3 separate regions of the Mus musculus genome follow, and regions 2 and 3 are each linked to region 1. Evidence: chromatin contacts called from public Hi-C and HiCAR-type data. All regions are on one chromosome and are shown on one strand. The core of a region is the stretch at or near the end of the contact, and the rest is flanking DNA. Distances in the headings are between cores, read along the strand shown. Region 1 holds the start of Cachd1 (cache domain containing 1). Region 2 overlaps Cachd1 (cache domain containing 1). Region 3 overlaps Cachd1 (cache domain containing 1).

Region 1 (2,700 bases), core at 41-2,540:
ATGTGGTTGCTGGGATTTGAACTCTGAACCTTCGGAAGAACAGTCAGTGGTCTTAACCGCTAAGCCATCTCTCCAGAATGTTTTTTTTAAACCTCAAAGACCATCCCTAGTGGCACACTCCTCCAAAATGACCACACCTTCTAATTGTTCCCAAACAGCCCCAAATTGGGGACCAAGTACTCAAACATAAGAGTATGGTGGGGGGCATTCTCAGTTACCCCCTCCCCTCACATTTGCCTACCCATAGCTGTAGTTTCTAGGACTCTTGAAGCAGCACATTCATAGTCTATAGGAAAGTGAATGAATGCTTTATACAGGGACACTCGCCCTGCAGCACACACTTGTTTCTCTATGGTGGCTCTCAGAGAGCCTGATCCAGTACTCAGGAGCCATACCTGCCATGCTTATGAAAGCAGGAGGATGCTATGAGCTCAACTTCAGCTTTGTTTTCGTTTTTATTTTTTATTTGTTATTTTTGCCTGTAATGGAGTCAGATGGATTTATACACACAAACACAAAGAGAGAGGGCAGGAGGGAGGGAGGGAGGGAGGGAAGGAGGGAGGGAGGAGAGAGAGAGAGAGAGAGAGAGAGAGAGAGAGAGAGAGAGAGAGAGAGAAACATCCAGTGGAAGGTCAGAGCACAGGCCTGAAAGTAATACTTGTGCTTAAACTCTGGGTCAGTAGCTTATCCCTGGGTGACCTTCAGCTATTTGTTGCAACTCCCTAAGGCTCGGAGTTTGTTACCTGAAAATTCAGGATCAAGATACAACCTCTTAGCCTCGTCCTGGGATTAAAGGATAATGAGTCACACACACTGAATGTAGACCTCAGAGTATTGTGCTGGCCACATGATAGCTGGTTACAAACCAAGTCCGCTGTGCCCACGAGGGCGAGCTATTGTTACTAATAAAAAATGAGGAAAGGGAGTTAAAGCTCTAAAGACAGTTGCTCCCTTCCTAGGTCTGGGTCAGGCAGAAAGCCCGAGTTCTCGAACTTAAAAGGGACTTTGGGTGGTGGGTGGGTGGAACCTGTAACACTTGGGACCCGAGATCTCCTGCACGGGCCGAGTCAGGGGGTGGGGGCGGTCGCGTGGCCAGCTATGGGAAGGTCTCAAATGATCCCCTTCTCAGGCCAGAAGGGTCCTGTGCAAGCGAGGTCCCCCAGTATCCCGGGCCCCCAGCGTCCCAGGGCGTCGCCCCGTGCAAGGAGGGAGAGGAGGGGCGAGCGCGGGACTTTCCCCGCCTCCCTCCTCTTTCCATAAATCACCGCTGCAGCGGCAGCGGCGGAGCCGGGAAGTGTACGGAGCCGGAGCGCAGCGTGGTGGCACCAGACACCTCCCTTTTCCCCGCCGCTTTCTTTCCTTTCTCTTCTCTCACTTCGGTCTTTTAAACCTCCCTCTCCCTCCTCGCCGGGAGACCGCCCCGGTCGCCTCGCCGCGCCTACACTGGTGGCGCCGCCGCCGTCTCCGGGCTGCGCCGGGACTCGGGAAAGCGAAGGCGGCGCCGCTCCGCCGGTGCTCTCAGCCGCCCGCCCGGCCTGCGGGCGCCGCGGTCTTCGAGCCGCTGCCGCCGGGCGATGGTGGCCGCCCGCGCGCCCGCGCTGCAGCCGGGCGCCCCCTAAGTTTTCCAGCTACAGCCGCCGCGCCGTGGAGCCGAGAGCGCAGGAGACGAGGAAAGTTTGGCGGGCTGCGCCTCCCGCGGCCAGCGCCCGAATCCCGTCGGCGGGAGTGGCCGGAGGCGGCATGGCCCGCGAGCCGGAGGAAGAGGAGACCGTAAGGCCGGCCGCTGTGGTCCGCCGCTGTCCTCGCTGCCCTGGCTGGCCTGGGGCCCCGCGGCCGCCCCTTTGGCTGCTCTGCCTTGTGGCATGCTGGATCTTGGGCGCCGTGGCCGACGCCGACTTCTCCATCCTGGACGAGGCGCAAGTGCTGGCGAGCCAGATGCGGAGGCTGGCTGCCGAGGAGCTGGGGGTGGTCACCATGCAGGTAAGCGACCCCCTTCGCGCCGCCTCACTTGCAGCGCTCTCCCGCTGCGCAGAGCCCTGGGCCGCTGCACGGAGTGCCCAAGCGGGCTGTGGGACCTCTCGGTTCCTGCAGACTTCACCACATCCAGTGCTCTCTGTCCCGTGTACTCATTTGCCGCTGCCCTCTTCTGCAGAGCCTCTGCCCCGCACCCACTTTCCCCCTCTTCTCGGCCCCGGCTCCTTTCTTGTTGGCTGGGGATTCTCTGCTCTATCCGCGCTTCCTTCCCCAGTTTGCACTCTCTTCCTTCGCAGATTTGTTTTCACTCGTCACTCCTGCAAACTCCCCTTTCCTCTTTGTGTTCCCATCCCTAGGCAGCGGTCCCGCCCGGCTCGGGGCATTCTCCAAGGCTCCCCCACTCCACCCTCTTGAAACCTCCCAGCGTCCTGGAGACCAGGCGCACGAGTGGGCGAGGGAGCGAAGGTAGATTGTCCGCCTGGGCCGCAGGACTGTTGGGGTCCGGGCGGCCCAGCAACCGGGGCTCGCTCTCCCTGCCCTGCCGCTTTGGGGGAGGGGAGGGGCTGATCTGGCGGATCCCCCGCTCCAGTCCTTCTGGGGACTCTTTTTCTTTCCGCTCTTGCGGCCATTGGTCGCCTCTTGTCCGCTGTGTAATTTCTGGTTTGTGTGTGCCTTCGCTGGGAAGGGCAAGGTGAATAGGGTTTCCATTTTTTTCCCCCTGCGTCT
Region 2 (2,700 bases), core at 6-2,505, 170 kb after region 1:
CTGGATTTCTAATTATCATCATCACCACCATCACCACCACCACCACCACCATCATCATCATTCAGGGGCTGGGGAGATAGGTCAGTAACTTGCTGTAAAAGCATGAGGACAGAACTCAGAATCCCCAGGGCTCACACAATCCCAGGCACAGTAGCACAGTTCTCACTTGGTGAGAAGAGAGGTGAAGATTGGGGAATCCTTGGAAGCTCTCATGCCAGCTAGCCATTGGCAAACAACAACAAATGACCTTGTTTCAAATTAAGGTAGAAGGCAAGGACCAACACCCAAGAGTGTTCTGACTTCCACACAGGAGGCCAGCCATGAGTGCCCAGCACATCACACACAGACACACAGACACACATACACAGACACACATACACACACACACACACACACAGAGAGAGAGAGAGAGAGAGAGAGAGAGAGAGAGAGTTTTAAAAATAGAACAAAGTTTAAAAATATAAGAAGTTTCAAGACAGGGCACACACAGGTGAATATCACTGGGGTTGAAGAAACACCAAGTATGATCCACAGCTGGGAGCAGCTACCAGGCAGTTAGACAGTGCAGTGTGATGTGAATACAGGAGCCAAGATACCCAGGTCTCGGCCCCAACTGGGGTTCTTTGGCCAATGGCTTAAGAGTATTTCTAACTCCAAGGCAAGAATAGTAACAACACGATAGAACTGGTTTATGAATGAGATGTCATAAAGTAAAAGCGAGTCTCTGTGTCAGCTCTGGGGGCATGGGAATCCTTCTACCATTCTCTGGGTACCAGCGTTCCTAAGTGATGTGGTGGCCCTTCGAATACCATCTGTGCGGTTTCCATTGCTCTGGAGTGAGACTAGTGAAGGCAAGGTCAAAGTCACAGATCTAGTCCCTAGAGACAAGGTCTATTAGCAGTTTCCATGGTTAGAGAATGGACCTCACACCAGCAAGTGTATGCTTGCCCAACAGGGACCAGCCACATGAGAAGACAGATTAGTGCAAATGAACCATTTGTACTAGAAAAAAATAGTCCAGGACATAGAATGTCACCCTACTATGTGAAGAGTAACAGCTTCCATTGAAGGAAACGTCATGCTTCCTATTCACAAGATGTTTCTTAAAAGGCAGAAAGAAAGAAAATGTTTTGTAGGAAATTTACAACCTTCTATCTGGTGGGATTTTTTTTTTCATCCTACAAGTAGTTTATGCAAAACAGATGCCTGAAGAGCCATGCGCGCACACCCCTGTGGGCTCTGTGGTTATATTTCATTTTCTTCCTCTTTCAGTTCTCGCAGACAACCTGAAATCTAACCCTGGAATCAAGTGGCAATATTTCAGCTCAGAAGAAGGGATTTTCACCGTCTTCCCAGCACACAAGTTCCGGTGTAAGGGCAGCTACGAGCACCGCAGTCGGTATGGTGACTTCCTGCATGGGGCGTTTGTTGCTGACAGTGATCTACAGGGAGGGGTGGGCGGTGACTCTGAATTAGAGGACTTGCTCAATCTGGGCAAGGCCCCCAGATTCCAACCTCGGCAGTGAGGTCCACACACAACAGTTCTGCACTAAATCAGAGCTTAGATTCTAAAACTTTTTCTTGCTCGGGAATAATGTCTACATTTGATCACATAGCTGTGCCTGCGCTCAGGCAGGGTGATGCTAAAGCCCCGAGTTTTCCAACAGCTATATCTATCATGCCAAGCAAAGCAATGGGCAGGAATTGCTCAGTGCGCTTAATGTTTTGTTCTCTGAACATCTTTGTTGAAATAGACATGGCAGCACCTTCTCCAGTGTGGGCCTCGAGCATAACAACGTAATACATTGCGTTGTAGAGTTTGCGGCTAACCTTCCTTTCTCAGCTTTACTCTTTTGAAGTGTACTACCCGCTTCAGCGCCTGCAAGCTTTAAGGTTGTTCACAAGCTTAGGGTTAAAGGTCACTACCATCCTGCTTCCTCACAGAGAAAGAACTTGGTTGGACTGTGTCGCCAGCGGGAAAGGAGTGATGAGATCATTTGTAAAGCAAGGCTCATCAATTCACAGAAGCCCCTAGGCAAAGATGTACTCCTTTGAGCCCCAACAGGTTTCCCTTTGGCAGTGTTTGGTGTTCAGTGCCTAGAGGTTGTGGGAGATGCCCGCTCTCCCCAAAGAGTCGGGGAGTATCCCTTCATCTTTCCTTCACATTGTGTCCAGGATCTTTCCCTAAGGGTGGGGGAATCTTTGTGTGCTTTTCAAGGGAGGGAGGGAGGGAAGAAAGGAGAGAAAATTATTATTTGTATGGTTTTCATCATCCTCACCCTAGCTATTCTGGTACAGTTACCTGCCATGGAGACTTGACCAGAAATCATGCCTTTACTGTCTAGTTCAGCCATTCTCAGCCTCCCTACTGATGAGAGGGAGGGAGCCTTTAATACAGGTCCCTCATGTTCAGGTGACCCCCAACCATAACATTGTTTTCCTTGCTATTCCATAACTGTAATTTTGCTATTGCAATGAATGGTAGTGTAAATATCTGTGTTTCCCAATGGTCTTAGGTGTGACCCCTGTGAAAGAGTCCTCCAACACCCAAAGGGGTGGCAACCCAGAGGTTGCGGACCACTGGTTTGGTTGGAGAGCAGAAGCTCCAGGCAAGCAGATTAGATGGCAGGCTGCCTCGGTGTGTGGGAGGGAGGAGGGTCTTATCAGAAGCCAGCTCTCACCTGCAAGTCCCAGCTCGAG
Region 3 (2,700 bases), core at 111-2,610, 190 kb after region 1:
TTGTTAGAACCAACACCTTCCTACGTCGTCCTTATAACGTGTCTTGTTCTGTGATTTCAGGGTATACTCTTATGCATCCGTCTCTCACCAGGCCATACTTACTGTCAGAGCCTCCCCTTCATACTGACATCATACATTATGAAAACATCCCCAAGTTTGAATTGGTTCGGCAAAATATCCTAAGGTAAGAGTTGGTGAGGGGTGCAGTATTTCATGTTTTCTAAGAAGGAGACCCATTGAAGGGTACGTGTGTTTGCCACAGGGTGTAAGGCAAGTATAGAGATTATCTTGTTACCAATGGTTTTCTGAGTAGTTTTTTTATACTCGTAGGAGCCAAGGTGAAGGCTCAGTGGGTGAAGGTGCTTGCCATGCAGGTTTGGCAATCCAGAAACCACATAAAGGTGGAACAAAAGAATGGACTCCTCAGTAATCCTCTAAACTACACACTTGCACCATGGCAACCCCCAGCCCTCACACACATATGTATGTACACACATGTTGCTAACACATATGCAACAATAATAAAGAAAGTTAGATTAGAAAACAGGACTTTAAAGAAGAGCAGCCAGAATCTAAGATGTAACAGGGAAAGTCTCTCAAACTTGTTTAAAGGCAATGTCCCATCAATCAAATTTCACACTTACATTGAGTTGAATTGTAAAATAAAGTATGTGCTAGCTTATTTCTAGAAAGTCTGATGTTTAGCCCAAACTGAAATGTATTAGCAAAATAAACAGGTAAGATGAGGACCAGTGACGAGCTTATCAGCATAGTGTCCAACAGCACTTTTTGCAGCACTCTCTCTTAAAATACAAACAGATTGGATGTTTTCCAACTGTGATATGTTATTTTGGCAGACGGTAACCTATGGAGAAATGAGTCTCTGCACCCATTGGTTGGAAATTAATAAGTGAGCGATTTGAAACAAGTCAGTCTCTGGAAAGAATTAGCACTGGGGGCAGGGTAGAGGCGGAGGACGGCTTTTAATGCAGGGCTGACATAATGCTTTTACAAAATTGAAAAATCTCACATCGCGTCTTTCAAAAGTGATGAGTTTCAGCGCTGTTCAGGAGCAGGCGGTACCCATTGGCTCCCGGCTTCTTCCTCGCCTATAATTGAGTGCTTAATTCTCTCTCTTGCCCAAGGCATTGAGTTCTCTTTTTCCACACAGCCTCCCTCTCGGCAGCCAGATTATCACTGTCCCTGTGAACTCGTCCCTGTCTTGGCACATCAACAAGTTGAGGGAGACTGGGAAGGAGGCCTACAACGTGAGCTACGCCTGGAAGATGGTGAGTGATCAGAAGTCCTGTGGGTCTGACGGGCGACGAAGTCCAGCTCAGTGTTCTTCTCACAGGCACAGTGGAGAATGCGGGCCAGCCAATGTGACTAACTAGATTTAGAGAGATGGAGAAAGAAGACATTCCACAGATGGTTTATATTTTTTTTCCCTTTCTTGTTTAGAAAACCGGTAATTGTTCATGACAAAGAGATCAAATCATATGAAAGGATATGAAAGGAAAAAAATAAGATTCTCCCCTTCCCACCCTTGACCCATTTCCCATCATAACCACTTCAGTCCGGTTTTCAGGATTTCTTTCCTGCACAAACAAGTGTCTGTGTGTACACATACATGAGGTTCATTACTGACTATATGAATTTATGTAGCTAGAACAAAGCTCTTTAAGTGATTTTTTTTTTATTACAGTTACTTATTTGTATGTGTGTGGACACACGGAGGCCAAAGGACAACCTGTGATAGTTGGTTCTCTACTTCCCACCAGGACAGACTTATGGCATCACAGTTGGCAGAACTGAGCCACCTGCAGACCTTTTTTGTTTTGTTTTGTTTTGTTTTTTCTTAAGATTTATTTGTTTATGTATATGAGTACACTGTAGCTGTCTATAGACATACCAGAAGAGGGCATCAGATCTCATTACAGATATAGATCATTCTCTATAGTTTGTTTGGTCTTGTTTTTTAATTGTTTTTATTTTTAAATTTAAACTTAGTAGCAAATCAGGGTTTAAAAAGAAGATATAAGTCTGGAGAGATGGCTCAGGGGTTAAGAGCACTGACTGTTCTTCCAGAGGTCCCGAGTTCAATTCCCAGCAACCACATGGTGGCTCACAACCATCTGTAATGAGGATCTGATGTCCTCTTCTGGTGTGTCTGAAGACGGTGACAATGTACTCATATATGAAATAAATAGATAATTCTTTTAAAAAGAAAAATAAGAAGATATAAATACATAAATGCCTTCTGTGATGACTCAAGGAAATGAGGCCTTAGATTAGAGATTGGAGTATGTCCTTGGCACAGACAGATTGACAGTGGAGCCATGGCTAGGGTATGATCAGGTGCTGTCTCCTACCAGCCCCAGTCACACTGGGGCTGAGAGTCATAAACAGATGACAGCACTCTCTTTTATCAACATGGCGAAGCAATGTTACTGGGTGATCCAAGGTTCTACAAGCAGTAGAAGCAACGATGTTCTTGTTTAGTCCCAAATTTTAATTACTGAACTTAACAATGCAGAGGTGCTTGCCATTCTCACCAACCTCCATGATCTGCGTCAGTCACTTTCCCTGGCTGCTCAATGCAGGCACAGGGGAGGGTAGGCAGAGGTGTGTGGCTGATGCCAACATCGACATACTGCGGTTAGTATAAGTAGAAACATCTACGTTAAAATATGATGAAAG

Evidence for each region. Hi-C and Micro-C count contacts between places; a contact is called where the count stands out from the background. HiCAR-type assays count read pairs that join an accessible place to other places.
Region 2: a contact with region 1 is called in a Hi-C map of uterus, with 2.7 times the contacts expected there. The contact joins the enhancer-like site here to the promoter of Cachd1 in region 1. A contact is called at or near these places in 4 of 39 promoter capture datasets (frontonasal cranial neural crest, hippocampal neurons, maxillary cranial neural crest and 1 more), 5 of 484 Hi-C or Micro-C datasets (nephron progenitors, palatal mesenchyme and uterus), 13 of 115 datasets of contacts at active chromatin or transcription factors (craniofacial prominence, differentiating embryonic stem cells, embryonic forebrain and 9 more) and 1 of 9 other capture datasets (adipose tissue).
Region 3: a HiCAR-type map of fibro-adipogenic progenitors shows a contact between it and region 1, with 4 times the contacts expected there. The contact joins the enhancer-like site here to the promoter of Cachd1 in region 1. A contact is called at or near these places in 2 of 39 promoter capture datasets (the 3T3-L1 cell line and neural stem cells), 16 of 484 Hi-C or Micro-C datasets (beige adipocytes, cerebellum, cochlea and 9 more), 21 of 115 datasets of contacts at active chromatin or transcription factors (the NIH/3T3 cell line, craniofacial prominence, differentiating embryonic stem cells and 14 more) and 2 of 9 other capture datasets (adipose tissue and embryonic stem cells).

What each region holds. Positions count from the first base shown.
Region 1 is chr4:100,775,389-100,778,088 of GRCm38.p6, forward strand. Cachd1 (cache domain containing 1) reads left to right here and starts at 1,291. Exons shown (of 27, transcript NM_198037.1): 1 at 1,291-1,980. The coding sequence starts at 1,741.
Region 2 is chr4:100,947,801-100,950,500 of GRCm38.p6, forward strand. It overlaps Cachd1 (cache domain containing 1), which reads left to right. Exons shown (of 27, transcript NM_198037.1): 5 at 1,273-1,399. Among named protein-coding and RNA genes, the nearest start is that of Raver2, 120 kb to the right of the region's middle. Within about 2 kb of position 1,256, at least 26 of the 459 cell types and tissues checked have an H3K27ac peak or open chromatin away from gene starts, as enhancers often do. A contact at or near this core is called in adipose tissue, fibro-adipogenic progenitors, nephron progenitors and 2 more, where this site is marked.
Region 3 is chr4:100,966,886-100,969,585 of GRCm38.p6, forward strand. It overlaps Cachd1 (cache domain containing 1), which reads left to right. Exons shown (of 27, transcript NM_198037.1): 11 at 61-184; 12 at 1,172-1,289. Among named protein-coding and RNA genes, the nearest start is that of Raver2, 100 kb to the right of the region's middle. Within about 2 kb of position 1,361, at least 19 of the 459 cell types and tissues checked have an H3K27ac peak or open chromatin away from gene starts, as enhancers often do. A contact at or near this core is called in adipose tissue and fibro-adipogenic progenitors, where this site is marked.